2 separate regions of the Zea mays genome follow, and region 1 is linked to region 2. A link is a contact called in public Hi-C data. All regions are on one chromosome and are shown on one strand. The core of a region is the stretch at or near the end of the contact, and the rest is flanking DNA. Distances in the headings are between cores, read along the strand shown. Region 1 overlaps LOC103646450 (nicotinate phosphoribosyltransferase 2). Region 2 holds the start of LOC100282542 (40S ribosomal protein S10).

Region 1 (2,921 bases), core at 69-2,568, 110 kb before region 2:
ATCAGGTATGGACCTTTTAACTCTTCAGCGAGAATTTTGTTAGTTGTAACACACTAATGGCTGAATTTTCGAAAGTAGTAACTGAAAATGAGAGTAACCAGCATCAGCATTAGATTGCCTTCAAATCCAGAAGGATATATCCTCGTTTTGCACTACATTTTTTAAGCATAAGATTTTTAAAATAGAAGAGAGCAGCATGACAGGCTTAAATTTCTTTCTGAACATAGTTTGACAAACTTAATAAATTTAAGCGTCCCGTATTTCCGGTGCCTTGTTCTGTTTTTATTTCCTAATGTTGACAATCACCAGTCACCAGAGCCACAGCTAAGGGTGCAAGTTTAGCTTCCTTTGGATCACTGGGTCGACCCATAACTTACTGTAGTTGTACTATAATCTGGATTTCAAAGCAAGGGAAGTGAGATAAAACGAGTTAGCTAGCTAACCCACTGGTACCACCTTTAGTAAAAAAGACTTCATCAACCCTGTATGATATAAAAAAAAAGAAAAATCTGAATGCTAATTATCTTCTGGACCATTAAAATATGTAGACTTTAGCTCCTGCATCCTGTCCTGTCTTGACATGTGTATCTATGTTTCTATGCAGATAAACCTAGAGCAGAGCTGCCCTCCTTGGAGAAGATCAGAAGCCGCTGCATGCAGCAGCTTGAAAAGCTGCGTCCGGATCACATCCGGCGGCTAAATCCAACACCGTACAAGGTTTGCTTCTTTGCATCTCGTCTTTGTCTGTCCTCAATCCTCATCTTGATATAGTGACATGTCATAACCAGAAGTATCACTAACTCTTCGATCTGGGCAGGTGAGCGTGAGTGCGAAGCTGTACGACTTCATCCACTGCCTATGGCTGAACGAGGCACCAGTTGGTGAACTGCAGTAGATGATGGCCACATGAAAGAAGTTTTGGGTCATCTTTGACACAGCAGCAAACCATACAAGAGGATCAGAGCTTTTCTGCGCAATATCAGCAGTTGAGCCCATGGCCCATGGCAGGATTTTGCTCTTCAGATTTCCATCTCTAATCCCCGGTATAGAGGCAGGTTAATCAAGTCGTCTAGTTTATACATCCTTTGATTGGTGGGATACTATACACATCATCATCATGAAAAGAACAGAAATCATTTGGAGTCAATGGGAAGATTAATAGCCAAAAATGTCACTATATATCCTGCGTGTTTGTCACATTTGCAGGTGTTAGATCCAACAGACCAGCAGGCTTGAATTGCTCCTGTCACCGTTCCCTGTTCTCGGCTGTTGTATTACGCAAGGACTGCCGTGGGGACGTGGGGTGGGACGAGTCCAAACGTTGGAGTCACTAGAGTAAATTGGTGATGCGTTCTCAACTGCCGTGCCGCCGTGCATTAGCAAAGCAGCACTTTTGGCTGGTTATTTTTCTAAACTACCATTGCGTTATGACAGCACATCTAACAGATCGGTTAGTTGCTTTTGGATGTTGTGGCGGCATGCATGGTTGTTTGCTCTTCTTGCTCAATTCCTGCCAAAAGGCTAATTTCCATGGAAGAGGCACACGTTTCTCAATTGAAAGCTCGCAACGATAGAGACCCGTGACTGAGGCAGGTCCATGCCCGGGAGGCAAGGACAAGGTCACGTTACCTACGGTTTCTGGGACATACAGATCTGAGCACTCCATTTCATTCACCCGTCCAAAAACCATCTAATATAGATCAAGATTAGCATCTCCAAGACTGTCACAAAAAATGAGGCAAAAAATAGTTTTTAATAGTTGCAAAAATGTATTGGATAAAAGGGAACGTAATTCTTCTGTCCCTATTTTTGGTGTACAAAGCCTACCAGGTTAAATCTTATTCCGTTATTCCTATCTTATGTGGATTGAACGAGATTGAAAAAATTATGAAAGATATTGATTTGTTTAGAATTTAAATCCATTCAATTCATATGAATTGAAAGCAAAACTAACAAGCCCTTACAAGTTACATAAGGCAAACAAGGGTGTGTAATTTGCATTTTTTATGGAGGACCGCAAATTTGAGGTGATATGGTGCTCGTTGAGGGTTGGTTTGGTGACCAGAAAAATATAGGGGATTTATAGGGAGGGATCTCTCACCATTTATCTTCAATCTCCATTTACCTGGTCACCAAATTAGCTTGAGTAGTTTGGTCTTTTGTTGGCAAGGTATCCCCACCCTAAAAATCCCAAATCTCTTTTTAACTGCAATTTTTGGCCTACTTGGAGATACTCAACAATGAAGCAATAACTTATAATCCTTACTTCCCTGACTCTGTTTAAGTTCTTTCTCCCATATAAACTTGTTCTGTTTGTCTATTTGCATGAAACAACACATGTTTGATGGATGGAGAGAACCTGCTGCGAGAGATGTATCGCCCCAACGCATTTTTTTTATAAGAGGGATACCCCATTTCTATTATTATGCATAATAGAAATAAATCGAGTCTTCTTGTCAATGACAAACATACAAAGCAGACAGGAAACGAAGCACCAGAAACTAGGGATAGTCAACACGATAAGAAGCAACACCTGATTCAGGCGTGCAAACTTAAGGATGGCTATCAACCAGCTAGCATAAGTTTTGAAGATCGATTGAAGCTACCAACCAAACAACTACAAAAGTTCCAGACACCCAATTGTTAGCAACTTCAACAGATTACAGACCACCGAAACTAGACACGCAGAAATAAACATGCAGCTCCACTTCACGCCATTCTTTCTTTTTTAATCATTCTGTGCTGAGCCATCAACATCATCTTCCTCTTTGAAATCTCCAGCTCGGTTATCCAGCTTGATACTAGCTCAGAGTATCAACATCATCTTCCTCTATTCAGGATACCATGGTCGAAATCTCCTTCTTACTCAAGCCTGCCCAACCATAAGAATGGAACTTATAAGAAAAAGAAAGCGGCAATCA
Region 2 (2,974 bases), core at 241-2,740:
CATTTTGCTGCTCTCCCCAGGAGCGCCGGGGTGGCAAAGCTCCAGCCCAAGCAAGATCGGTGGAAACGCCACCTGCAAGCGAACCTGGCGATAGCAGCGGAAACAACACTCCAAAGGACGCACCGAATGGAGAACCTTTCAAGTGGAGAAACTAAGAGGACTAGCTTGGCTAGCCACCAGGAAAACGGTGGTTGCGCTTGAGTTTGTGCCTGATAAAGAAGCTGGATATGGTTGGTTGGTTGGTTGGTCGGGCATGCAAACTCCACAAGCACCAGTGTCGGTCGTCGTCGTCGTGACAGTATCTGTACATTGTTGAATCGATATGTTAGCCATAGCGATTTTTTTCCAGTTGGTTTTCTTGGGGCCGTATATTTATGCGAAGGATGATTTTGTGTGATAAAGGCGCGCGCGCTCGTGTGTATTCCTGAGGCGAAAAAAAGACTGAGCATTGCTATAGCTGAAACCGTTCCAGTAGGATTGGCCGATGACCTCCAAACCTTGCTGCCTGTTTGTTGTGCCATCCGCCTGGGTATATAGCCTCGGTTTCTGATGTCATATTCGTACCGTATGTTGATTTAGGGTCTGTTTGGTTAGGCTGTGGCTGTGAAAAAAGTTGCTGTGGGCTGTGAGCTGTGAAAAAAGCTGCTGTAGGCTGTGAGCTGTTAAAAAGCTAAAAACCGTTTGGTGGAAACAACTAAAAGTCATTAAAAATTCTTCGATATATGTTTTCACAGTTCCATCCGAAAAGCCACTAAAAGCAGGTCCAGGGGTGCTTTCAGATTTGCACTACAAGAAAGCCGGCTTTTAGAAAAAGCTGCTTTCTGGATCCAGCCCTTTGGTTAGCTTTTGACTTTTAGGGGGGCAAAAGTCAAAGCCAAAAGTCAAACCAAACACACCCTTATTATACAGTCATAGTCGTAGCAGTGTGACTGCTCAGCTGTTCAGGCTGGATGCTTTCAAGTACAGTGCAGCTTGTGCCATGGATTGGAATGCTGTTGGGGGTGCGTCCTCCGCTCTCCTGCTCGCGAGGGCCTGGTTGTTAGGCTTGCAGTTGCAGCTGCCGTTGTTTTGCACAAAAAAGAGGACTGCACCTGCCCGGTCAGGTATTTCACAGAAGTGTCGGTGATGCTGTGTTCGGGTAGAGATGGCCGATGAAGGCAGGCAGCCATGCGGGCAGATGGATGGAGACTGATGATGGTCTTCCAGACTGAAATTCGGCTGCACCCTGCAAGTCCTGGGTCCACCTGGAGATGAGACGACGGCAGGCAAGCAAGGACCGAGAGCGAGAGGAGCTGGCCCCGACGACGATGAGTGGAATAATATCAGCCTCCACGGGCCCGGTGGAATCGCTGTCCAAACACGCGCCTGAAAGGCCCCGCTTCTATTTTTGACGCTTATACCCTCGCTCTGCTCATCGAACCAAACCCTACACCGCGGCGACAGGTATAAAAGACATCTCCCGACCCGTGCCCTACTCGCCGCCGCCACCGCCACCGCCACCTACGCAACACCAGACGCTCCAGCAGTCCAGCACTCGGAGCTCGCGCGCCCGACGGCCCACCATGGTAAGCGAGTACGCGCGAGGCTCAATACGCTGCTGCTCCTCGGCTTTCGCCTGTTCTGCTGCCGGTGTTAATATCGCACCTGTTTTTCTTCAACCGCAGATCATCCCCAAGAAGAACCGCAATGAGATCTGCAAGTACCTCTTCAAGGGTATGCGATTATTCGTCCGCTAAACTCGCAGTAGGGTAACTTGCGTTGGTTGGTTGTTTCGCTTTCTAGGAGGGGACGTCTTCAAACTGTTTCCTTATTACTAGGATAGCACTAGTGTATTATGTTGAGTTCACTTTTTGGTCTAGTTTTAGCATCTCACAAACTTACGAGTTACGAGCAGATATATTATAGGCTTGACACAGCGAACTTGTGAAATAGTTTTGCACTCCAAATTTGTGTGCCCCCTAAACTATGGAATTGAACACAGGTTCTATGTATATCCATCACCGAGAATTGAAAGCATGGTCTGATGTGATGTGTGCTATGTTCATACGGTTTCTGTTAGTTTGATGTGTTTGCTGCTGCAGAGGGCGTGCTGTATGCCAAGAAGGACTACAACCTGGCGAAGCACCCACAGATTGATGTGCCCAACCTCCAGGTGATCAAGCTCATGCAGAGCTTCAAGTCCAAGGAGTATGTCAGAGAGACCTTCTCCTGGCAGTACTACTACTGGTACCTCACCAACGATGGCATTGAGCACCTACGCAACTACCTGAACCTCCCGTCTGAGATCGTGCCTGCCACGCTCAAGAAGTCTGCCAGGCCACTGGGCCGTCCATTTGGCTCTGGCCCTCCTGGTGACCGCCCAAGGTAAAGCCTAAATTCTTGAGCGTACTTAACAAATGTGTTTAGTAATGATTTCACATGTTTGTTTCTCATGTCTGGTGATGATTTCAGATGTATACTACAGTCAAGTCTGAAGTAGTTTTTTGTGCACTTCTGATCTTTTGATGATAGGGCTAACTTTATCTAGTAAATTACTTCTTGATGGTGCTTGTTTTGCATTTTCCAATGTGTTTTGGTGCAATCAGTGGTGGATCTGAGGAACTTTTGTGACCAAGGCCAATATTCTAAACGTCCAACACCGGATCACATACTAATAGACAACAAAAGTAATGTACTTATATATCATTATTAGGAGGAAATTTAGATGGATCCATATATAGTTTAATATTGTACTTCAATTCTAACCCCAAAGTCAACAACAAACTGATGAGTTCATGAAGACATAAAAGTGATTAAAAAAAGCCTAGATGATGCTGATATTATTCATCATCACATCATTTCATTTATTTGTATTTGGCTTCGTGAGCTTGCATTGGCTGTATAATTGGTGTAGGAACCAAAGTGAAAGTAGTCAATGCCATCTCTCTACTGTAAGCCAAGTAATTTTTTTTTTATGTTTGCTGTTGGCTGCAAA

The links. A called contact is a pair of places that touch in the nucleus more often than the background predicts.
Region 1: a Hi-C map of endosperm shows a contact between it and region 2, with 2.8 times the contacts expected there. The contact joins the enhancer-like site here to the promoter of LOC100282542 in region 2. A contact is called at or near these places in 9 of 25 Hi-C or Micro-C datasets (ear, endosperm, leaf and 1 more) and 1 of 3 datasets of contacts at active chromatin or transcription factors (leaf).

Annotation. Positions count from the first base shown.
Region 1 is chr2:53,488,963-53,491,883 of Zm-B73-REFERENCE-NAM-5.0, reverse strand. LOC103646450 (nicotinate phosphoribosyltransferase 2) reads left to right here. Exons shown (of 16, transcript XM_008671185.2): 14 at 1-5; 15 at 605-717; 16 at 818-1,462. The coding sequence ends at 895. Among protein-coding and RNA genes, the nearest start is that of LOC103646450, 78 kb to the left of the region's middle. Within about 2 kb of position 1,318, at least 1 of the 20 cell types and tissues checked has an H3K27ac peak or open chromatin away from gene starts, as enhancers often do. A contact at or near this core is called in endosperm, where this site is marked.
Region 2 is chr2:53,381,705-53,384,678 of Zm-B73-REFERENCE-NAM-5.0, reverse strand. LOC100282542 (40S ribosomal protein S10) reads left to right here and starts at 1,490. Exons shown (of 5, transcript NM_001371870.1): 1 at 1,490-1,565; 2 at 1,665-1,713; 3 at 2,082-2,364. The coding sequence starts at 1,563. LOC100274438 reads left to right here. Exons shown (of 7, transcript NM_001148797.1): 7 at 21-432. The coding sequence ends at 155.